Linked DNA regions of Pan troglodytes: region 1 is linked to region 2. Evidence: chromatin contacts called from public Hi-C data. All regions are on one chromosome and are shown on one strand. Each heading gives the region's core, a stretch centred on a gene start, on an enhancer-like site or on the middle of the called end of the contact. The rest is flanking DNA. Distances are from core to core; before and after follow the strand shown. Region 1 overlaps C19H19orf44 (chromosome 19 C19orf44 homolog). Region 2 overlaps EPS15L1 (epidermal growth factor receptor pathway substrate 15 like 1).

Region 1 (3,892 bases), core at 1,353-3,852, 76 kb after region 2:
GTGCAGTAGGTGAGAGACCCTGATTTAGGTGCTAACAGGATGAAGCTACCTTGGTTAGCTGGTGATTAAAGCACATCCCACGTAAAGCCGCCCATGACAACATCTGCACGGAGGCAACACTTCACCAGCCGTATCCAGTCACACTCCCTGTTGTGATTTTTGTCCTGGTGGCCACCAGCACTGTCAGATACACGTGTTGGTTATACACAGTGATGACATTTTATTTTTATTTTAAAATATTTATTGTTTTTATTTTATTATTATTATTATTTTTTTATTTTAAACTTTTTTTTTTTTTTTGAGAGAAGTCTTGTTCTTATCCCCCAGGTTTGAGTGCAATGGCTCGATCTCGGCTCACTGCAACCTCCACCTCCCGGGTTCAAACGATTCTCCTGCCTCTGCCTCCCAAGTAGCTGGGATTAAGTCCCCTGCCACCACGCCCAGCTAATTTTTGTATATTTTAGTAGAGACGGGGTTTCACCATGTTGGCCAGGCTGGTTTCGAACTCCTGACTGCAAGTGATCCACCTGCCTCGGCCCCCCAAAGTGCTGGGATTACAGGCATGAGCCACTGCGCCCGGCCTATTATTATTATTATTATTATTATTATTATTATTATTATTATTTTGAGGCAGAGTCTCGCTCTGCTGCCCAGGCTGGAGTGCAGTGGTGTGATCTCAGCTCACTGCAAGCTCCGCCTCCTGGGTTCACACCATTCTCCTGCCTCAGCCTCCCGAGTAGCTGGGACTATAGGCGCCCACCACCAGGCCCGGATAATTTTTTTTGTATTTTTAGTAGAGATGGGGTTTCACTGTGTTAGCCAGGATGGTCTCGATCTCCTGACCTCGTGATCCGCCCGCCTCGGCCTCCCAGAGTGCAGGGATTACAGGCGTGAGCCACCATGCCCGGCCTTATTATTATTTTTTTGAGACAGAGTCTCGCTCTGTCGCCCAGGCTGGGACTACAGTGGCACAATCTCAGCTCACTGCAACCTCTACCTCCTGGTTTCAAGCAATTCTTGTGCCTCAGCCTCCTGAGTAGCTGGGATTACAGGCACCCGCCACCCTACCCCACTAATTTTTGTATTTTTAGTAGAGATAGTTTCACCATGTTGGCCAGGCTGGTCTCCAACTCCTGACCTCAGGTGATTCACCCACCTCGGCCTCCCAAAGTGCTGGGATTACAGGCATGCGCCACCATGCCTGGCCCAATTTATTTATTTTTGAGACAGGTCTCACTCAGGCTGGAATGCAGTTGGGGGATCATGGCTCCCTTCATCCTCGATGTCCTAGGCTCAAGCAATCCTGCCCAGCCTCCTGAGTAGCTGAGACTACAAGCGTGCACCCATGCCTGGCTAATTTTTTTTTTTTTTGTAGAGATATGGACCGGCTGGGTTGTCCAGGCTGGTCTTGAACTCCCAGCTTCAAGCAATCCTCCTGCCTCGGCCTTTCAAAGTGCCGAGATTACAGGTGTGAGCCATTGCCCCCAGGCATGATGAAGCTTAATTTTTAAAATATTTTTTTTCTTACAGAGGTAGGGTCTTGCTATGTCTCCCAGGCAGGTCTTGAACTCCTGAGCTCAAAGGATCCTGCCGCCTCAGCCACCTAACATTTCATCAGTCCATGATGAAATGTTTTTTTTTTGAGATAGAGTTTTGCTCTTGTTGCCCAGGCCGGAGTGCAATGGTGTGATCTCAGCTCACCATAACCTCTGCCTCCTGGGTTCAAGTGATTCTCCTGCCTTAGCCTGCCGAGTAGCTGGGATTACAGATACGTGCCACCATGTCTGGCTAATTTTGTATTTTTGGTAGAGACGAGGTTTCTCCATGTTGGTCAGGCTGGTTTCAAACTCCCAACCTCAGGTGATCTGCCCGCCTTGGCCTCCCAAAGTGCTGGGATTATAGGCATGAGCCACTGTGCCCGGCTGAAAATTTTTTAATTTTTTTTTTTTTCTTATAGAGGTAGGGTCTTGCTGTGTTGCCCAGGCAGGTCTTGAACTCCTGAGCTCAAAGGATCCTACCGTCTCAACCACCTAAAGTCCTTAAGTCCATGATGAAATGTTAAATGCCATCCACGTGCCACCTAAGCATGCGTCACACCATCAGGATTCCTGCAGCCCCGGGGACATGCCGTACTGAAGATGCCACAGTTCTGTTTAGAATACTCCGTGCCCACATCTAATGAGGACCTGGTGTGTCCCCTTGTCTGCGGGAGTGCCGCAGGTCCCCAGCTCCTAGGAGTGCAGTGTTCCTAGCATGTTGATATTTCCAAAACACTTCCCAGCCACCTCTGCCATTCTTCATTTTAGGAGGAAAGTGCTCAGAGAGAAAAAACAGCTGGCAAAATCTTCAGAGCCGAGGCGTCCACTGGGCAGGATGCCCCGAGGCAGGCCCAGGCGAGGAGCTGGGCATCACAGGGAAAGGCCGCCTCTGCAGAGGGGGATGAGAGCGAGGTCTCGGAGCATCTCAGTGCCAGCTCGGCTTCTGCCATCCAGCAGGACAGCACTTCCAGCATGCAGCCACCATCTGAAGCCCCCATGGTGAACACAGTCAGCTCAGCTTATTCGGAGGATTTTGAAAACTCTCCAAGTCTGACAGCATCTGAGCCAACCGCCCATTCCAAGGAGTCTCTTGACAGAACACTGGATGCTTTGTCTGAATCCTCTTCAAGTGTGAAGACAGACCTTCCGCAAACAGCCGAGTCTAGGAAAAAGTCGGGCAGGCACGTGACAAGAGTGCTTGTGAAGGACACAGCTGTGCAGACGCCAGATCCCGCCTTCACCTACGAGTGGACCAAGGGTAAGCCTTGGGGCCCGTGGGGGCCGGGGCAGCCGGGACAGGAGCTCAGCGTGTGGTTTACAGCATCCTGGGAGACACGTGGGAGAGCTCAGGTTCCTGAGATTTGGGCTCTTGTTATTAATCACCTGGAGGGGTTGGCCAAGCAAGGTGGCTCACGCCTGTAATCCCAGCACTTTGGGAGGCCGAGGCGGGAGGATCACTTGAGGTCAGGAGTTCAAGACCAGTCTGGCCAACACAGGGAACCCTCTTCTCTACTAAAAATACAAAAATTAGCTGGCTGTGGTGGTGTGTTCCTGTAATCCCAGCTACTCAGGAAGCTGAGGCTTGAGAAGAACCCGGGAGGTGGAGGTTGCAGTGAGCTGAGATGATGCCCCTGCACTCCAGCCTGGGTGACAGAATGAGACTCTGTCTCAAAAAAAATAAAAGTCACCTAGGGACCTTGGCTCACCATTTCCTCTTCCATGGACGAGGGACAGCCGCCCTCGTGTGTCCCGATGTCTTCCTAGCCCTGAAGCATTCAGAAGGATCAGAACCAAGGACTAGGGTAGCACCTCCCACAGGATGATTCACGGGGGGACTCCAGCAAGGTCTGGAGACATTATTAGTTGTCACAACTCGGGGTGGGGAATGCTATCGGCATCTGCTGGGTGGAGGCCAGGGGTGCTATTCCACACCCCGCAGTGCACAGGATGCCTTTGTCCTGGAGAATGAACACCCTGGGTGACTTTCCAGATATTTCTCTCTCTCTCTCTCACTCTGTTTTTAGAGATGGGGTCTTGCTATGTTGCCCAAGCTGGAGTACAGTGACCCAATCATAGCTCACTGCAGCCTCAACCTCCCCAGGCTCAGGTGATCCTCCTACCTCAGCCTCCTGAGTAGTAGGATTACAAGCATGCGCCCCCATGCCTGGCTAATTTTTATATTTTTTGTAGAGACAGGGTCTTGCCATATTGCCCAGCCTGGTCTCAAACTCCTGGGCTCAAGCAATCTGTCAGCCTTAGCCTCCCAAAGTGTTGGGATTACAGGCGTGAGCCACTGCACCCGGCCCTGTATCTTTTTTTTTTTTGAGATGGAGTCTCACTCTCTTGCCCAGGCT
Region 2 (4,220 bases), core at 1,105-3,604:
AAGTGAACATATACCCTGAAGGAAATAACGTTATGGCAACCTCGGATCTGGGAGCCAAGGTCCTCAGGAGGGAGGCCCTGGCCCCGGGTCTTGTTCTTCGTCCTAGCTGCTGCCTGAGTGTGGCAGGAGTCTCCCATGGTGGGGCAGCGTCTTTGCAGGGAGACAAAGATCAGTCTCACCTGCCTCCAAGGAGCCCACTTGTACCAGAAAGACAAAAGTGTGAGCAGATGTTAGTGCTTGAGCAAATAATTATCAAAATCAACTTAAAGTACAGGAAGTCCTCTCTTTTTTTTTTTTCTTTTTTCTTTTTTTGAGACAAAAATCTTGCTCTGTTGCCCAGGCTGGAGTGTAGTGGCACAATCTCAGCTCACCGCAACTTCCGACTCCCAGGTTCAAGCAATTCTCGTGCCTCAGCACTCGTACCTCCCGAGTAGCTGAGATCACAGGCATGCGCCACCACGCCCGGCTAATTTTTGTATTTTTTGTAGAGATGGGGTTTCAACATGATGGCCGGGTTGGTCTTGAACTCCTGGCCTCAAGTGATCCGCCTGCCTCGGCCTCCCAAAGTGCTGGGATTACAGGTGTGAGCCACCAAGCCCGGCCACATACAGGAAGCCCTCCATTTCTAATGGTAAATAAATTAATACGTAAATAGGAATAGCTCTTCATGAACAGAGGGAAGGTGCAGCATTAGGATGGGGAGTCACAGTTCCTGCTGTTCTGAAAGACACAGGGCAGGCAGCCCGTAAAAGGGGCCATGAGTGAGGCAGTGGCTTCCAGTCTGTTCCACCCTCCAAAGGAAACTTAACATTCCTGAACTGTACACTTAGAAATGGTTAAGATGGTAAATGTTACGTGATGTGTCTTTCAACCACAATAAAAATTTTTTAATTTTTAAAAGACAAAAACCAAGACAGAGCCCTCAGTCACAGAGATGAGATCACCAGCAGACACCGCATGCTCTCACGGCTGTTGGTGCTAAGAAGCTGAGCGCTGCAGGTCTTTCTCGGGGGCCTGGGATCCTCTCCTGGCCATCGGACTTGCTGACTCAGTGCCTTCAGAAGCCCAGAAATGTTCACAACGGAAACAAACACTTGGCACTTCGGGCTTGTTCTTTCTGACTGTGGCTGTGAATGGAATGCAGAATCTCTCTTGACCACAGTACACCCCAATTACAGCATCTGGTCCTGCGCTCCCTGACTCCTCTCTGCGAGGTCCCCAGGCCCCTCAGTCCCAGCTCTTCCAGTGAGGCCTGGACATAACCCCTGGTGGAAAAGAGCCATCACATTTTAAAGTATAAGATCTCTTGGCACTGTTTCCCATGACAAAGTAGCTCTTTTTCAAAGTCCACACAATGCGCTGGGTGACAGGGAGAAACCCTTCACCACAGTGATTGCCACTGGCAAAGTGCTTGATGACAGAGGTGACTGCATGACTCCTCGGTCACATGACATATCTTCATGTCCTCTCCCTGCACAGATACCCCCACCCAGCCCATGACCTCTCCAAGAAGGGAGCAAACCAACCGTGTAAACATGGGACGAAAGTGCTTGGGACCTTTATTTGAGAGCAAGAGTGTTATTCATGTCAGGATTTAAGCCACATAAACGTGAGGAAATGTGACAGTCTGAAAGTGAAGGGAAGGTGAGGAGGCCTCATGTTATCTGGAGGGACCATGCTCACTTCCTTTAGAAGGAATTCTGTACTTAGAAGACAGCCCTCGTTTTTTTTCTTCTTTCTGGAAGCAGTAGCTTATCTTTCCAGCCACAACATCCTCTGTTTTAAAAATAACACTTCAAGTGCTGAGAGAGGCTTTTCACAAAGCAATCAGAACATCAGGGAGGAAAGAATGGTAACATGCAAAGTGGCTGGAAAGAAGCCAGAAAGCAAGGGACACATTTGGGGGTCCACGTGCTTGCAAGCTCTCACCGTTTCCTCTTCTATTCTGAATAACCAACACAAGCAGCAAAAACCACAGAATGTGACCTAAAGATGCAAGATTTAAACTGCAGCCCTTTAATAATCCAACTCCTGACACTTAGTTGTCCAGGTAGGCAACTCCCAATTCCAGTGAAGGGCCACAGCCTTTGTAAAAGGTGTTCATTAGAAGAGGCGTTTCATCCAAGTGCTGTGGCCACTCACACTGAGACAGAAGAGCTGACACAATCATCCTATAAAATGTTCTGAACAACATCAAACTAGAACAATTCCAGAACAATTCTAGAACAACTGCTGGAACAATTCTATCTGAAGGAGAGCCAAGGAGGGAGCTATTCCCGTTCACTTACCCTCACAGCCCAGTGGGCCTCTGCAGAGGGCGGTGTGACCATCAGAGGGCTGCTGGTGTCGTGCTGAGAAGAGAGAGAAACATTCCTTTGTGGCTGGCACAGAATTAAATCATAGGTGGGTGGGTTTGCTGAAAAGGATACACGTTTCAAAGTGCTTTCAAAAAAGGGAAGACTTCACAAAGTTAAACACAGAATCACCACATGACCCAGCAATTCCACTCCTACGTATTGACTCAAATGAATTAAAAACGGATGTCCAAACAAATCCTTGTACATGAATGCTGGTAGCAGCACTATTCACAACAGTCAAAAGGGTGGAAATAACCCACATGTCCAGAGAGATGAATGGATAAAGATGTGGTCCATCCAGTAAATGGAATATGGAAACACTGATCCATTCTACAACATGGATGAACCCTGAAAACACGATGCTGAGAGAGAGGCCAGACACAAAAGACCATGTTAGAGAATCCATTGATAGGAAATGTCCAGAACAGGCAAATCCATTGACAGAAATAAAATTAGTGGTTGCCAGAGACTGGGAGGGGGAGACAAGGAGTGATTACTTAATGTGGATGGGGTCTCCTTGCGGGGGGATGAAAATGTTCTGGAGCTAGACAGAGGTAATGAAGACACAACACTGTAAATGCACTAAATACCACTAAATAGTTCACTTTAAAATTATTAATTTTCTATTATGTGAATTTCACCACAATAAAAGGGGAAGGCTAGAGAAAACATGGAAATATACATGCACATACACACATGCACATACACACACACACACATCTGGTATTAGAAGAATGTGAACTTGAAGGACTTGGACACTCACAAATTTAGGCGGTGGCATGCTCAAATTCAGATTGCTCAAGGTAACTTCATGGCCACTCTGTGCACAGGCCACCAGTCTCAGTGCAACATAGAAACCCTGCAAGTCCAAAGAAAGGGAAGGAGTAAACAGCACATCGCCAGTGAGGGTAGGGGGAGCTGTCTCTAACAGCAGGCTTCAGGGAAAGAGGATGTGCACTTCAACAATGAAGACCATCCGTGCAAAAACCCCTTGGAGCGTTGGGCTGAACTGGACTCACCTTGGGGACATCGCTTAAATGAATACACTAAAATGGACTTATCCCGGCCAGGTGTGGTGGCTCATGTCTGTAATCCTAGCACTTTGGGAGACCGAGGCAGGTGGATCACCTGAGGTCAGGAGTTCGAGACCAGCCTGGCCAACATGGCGAAACCTCATTTCTACTAAAAACATAAAAATCAGCCAGGCGTGGTGGCAGGTGCCTGAAATCCCAGCTACTTGGGAGGCTGAGGCAGGAGAATCACTTGAACCCAGAGGGTGGAGGCTGCAGTGAGCCAAGATCATGCCACTTCACTCCAGGCTGGGCAAAAAGAGCAAAACTCCGTCTCAAAATAAATAAATAAAATAAAATAAAATGGACTTATTCCACTGCATCTGGAAATCTGTAAAATTTCAGATGCATATATTTTCCAAAAACTATGAGCTCCCAACATTTAGGAAATGTTAGGTTGTATAAAGCAACAAAGTTAAACATGGTTAAGGTTACGAATGATGGACCAAATATGTGCCGAATTTTTGTTTGTTTTAGAGATAGGGTCTCACTCTGTCACCCAGAGTGCAGTGGCGCAATCACAGCTCACTGCAACCTCAAACTCATGGGCTCAAGCGATCCTCCTGCCTCAGCCTCCTGAGTAGCTGGGACCACAGGTGTGCACCACTATGCCCAGCTAAGTTTTTACTTATTTTTTTAGAGGTGGGATCTCACTATGTTGCCCAGGCTGGTCTCAAATTCCTGTCCTCCTGCCTTAGTTCCTGAGTAGCTAGGATTACAGGTATGAGCCACTGCACCTGGCTATGTGTTGAATTTTTTTTAAAGCAGTCATAAATACACACGGTTGGTCAGA

What was found. A called contact is a pair of places that touch in the nucleus more often than the background predicts.
Region 1: a Hi-C map of stem cell-derived neural progenitor cells shows a contact between it and region 2, with 2.3 times the contacts expected there. The contact joins two enhancer-like sites. A contact is called at or near these places in 2 of 7 Hi-C or Micro-C datasets (induced pluripotent stem cells and stem cell-derived neural progenitor cells).

Annotation. Positions count from the first base shown.
Region 1 is chr20:19,166,234-19,170,125 of NHGRI_mPanTro3-v2.0_pri, forward strand. C19H19orf44 (chromosome 19 C19orf44 homolog) reads left to right here. Exons shown (of 9, transcript XR_008540964.2): 5 at 2,307-2,796. Among named protein-coding and RNA genes, the nearest start is that of CALR3, 13 kb to the left of the region's middle. Within about 2 kb of position 2,603, at least 6 of the 24 cell types and tissues checked have an H3K27ac peak or open chromatin away from gene starts, as enhancers often do. A contact at or near this core is called in stem cell-derived neural progenitor cells, where this site is marked.
Region 2 is chr20:19,090,812-19,095,031 of NHGRI_mPanTro3-v2.0_pri, forward strand. It overlaps EPS15L1 (epidermal growth factor receptor pathway substrate 15 like 1), which reads right to left. Exons shown (of 24, transcript XM_063801310.1): 5 at 3,121-3,216; 6 at 2,289-2,351. Among named protein-coding and RNA genes, the nearest start is that of EPS15L1, 35 kb to the right of the region's middle. Within about 2 kb of position 2,355, at least 7 of the 24 cell types and tissues checked have an H3K27ac peak or open chromatin away from gene starts, as enhancers often do. A contact at or near this core is called in stem cell-derived neural progenitor cells, where this site is marked.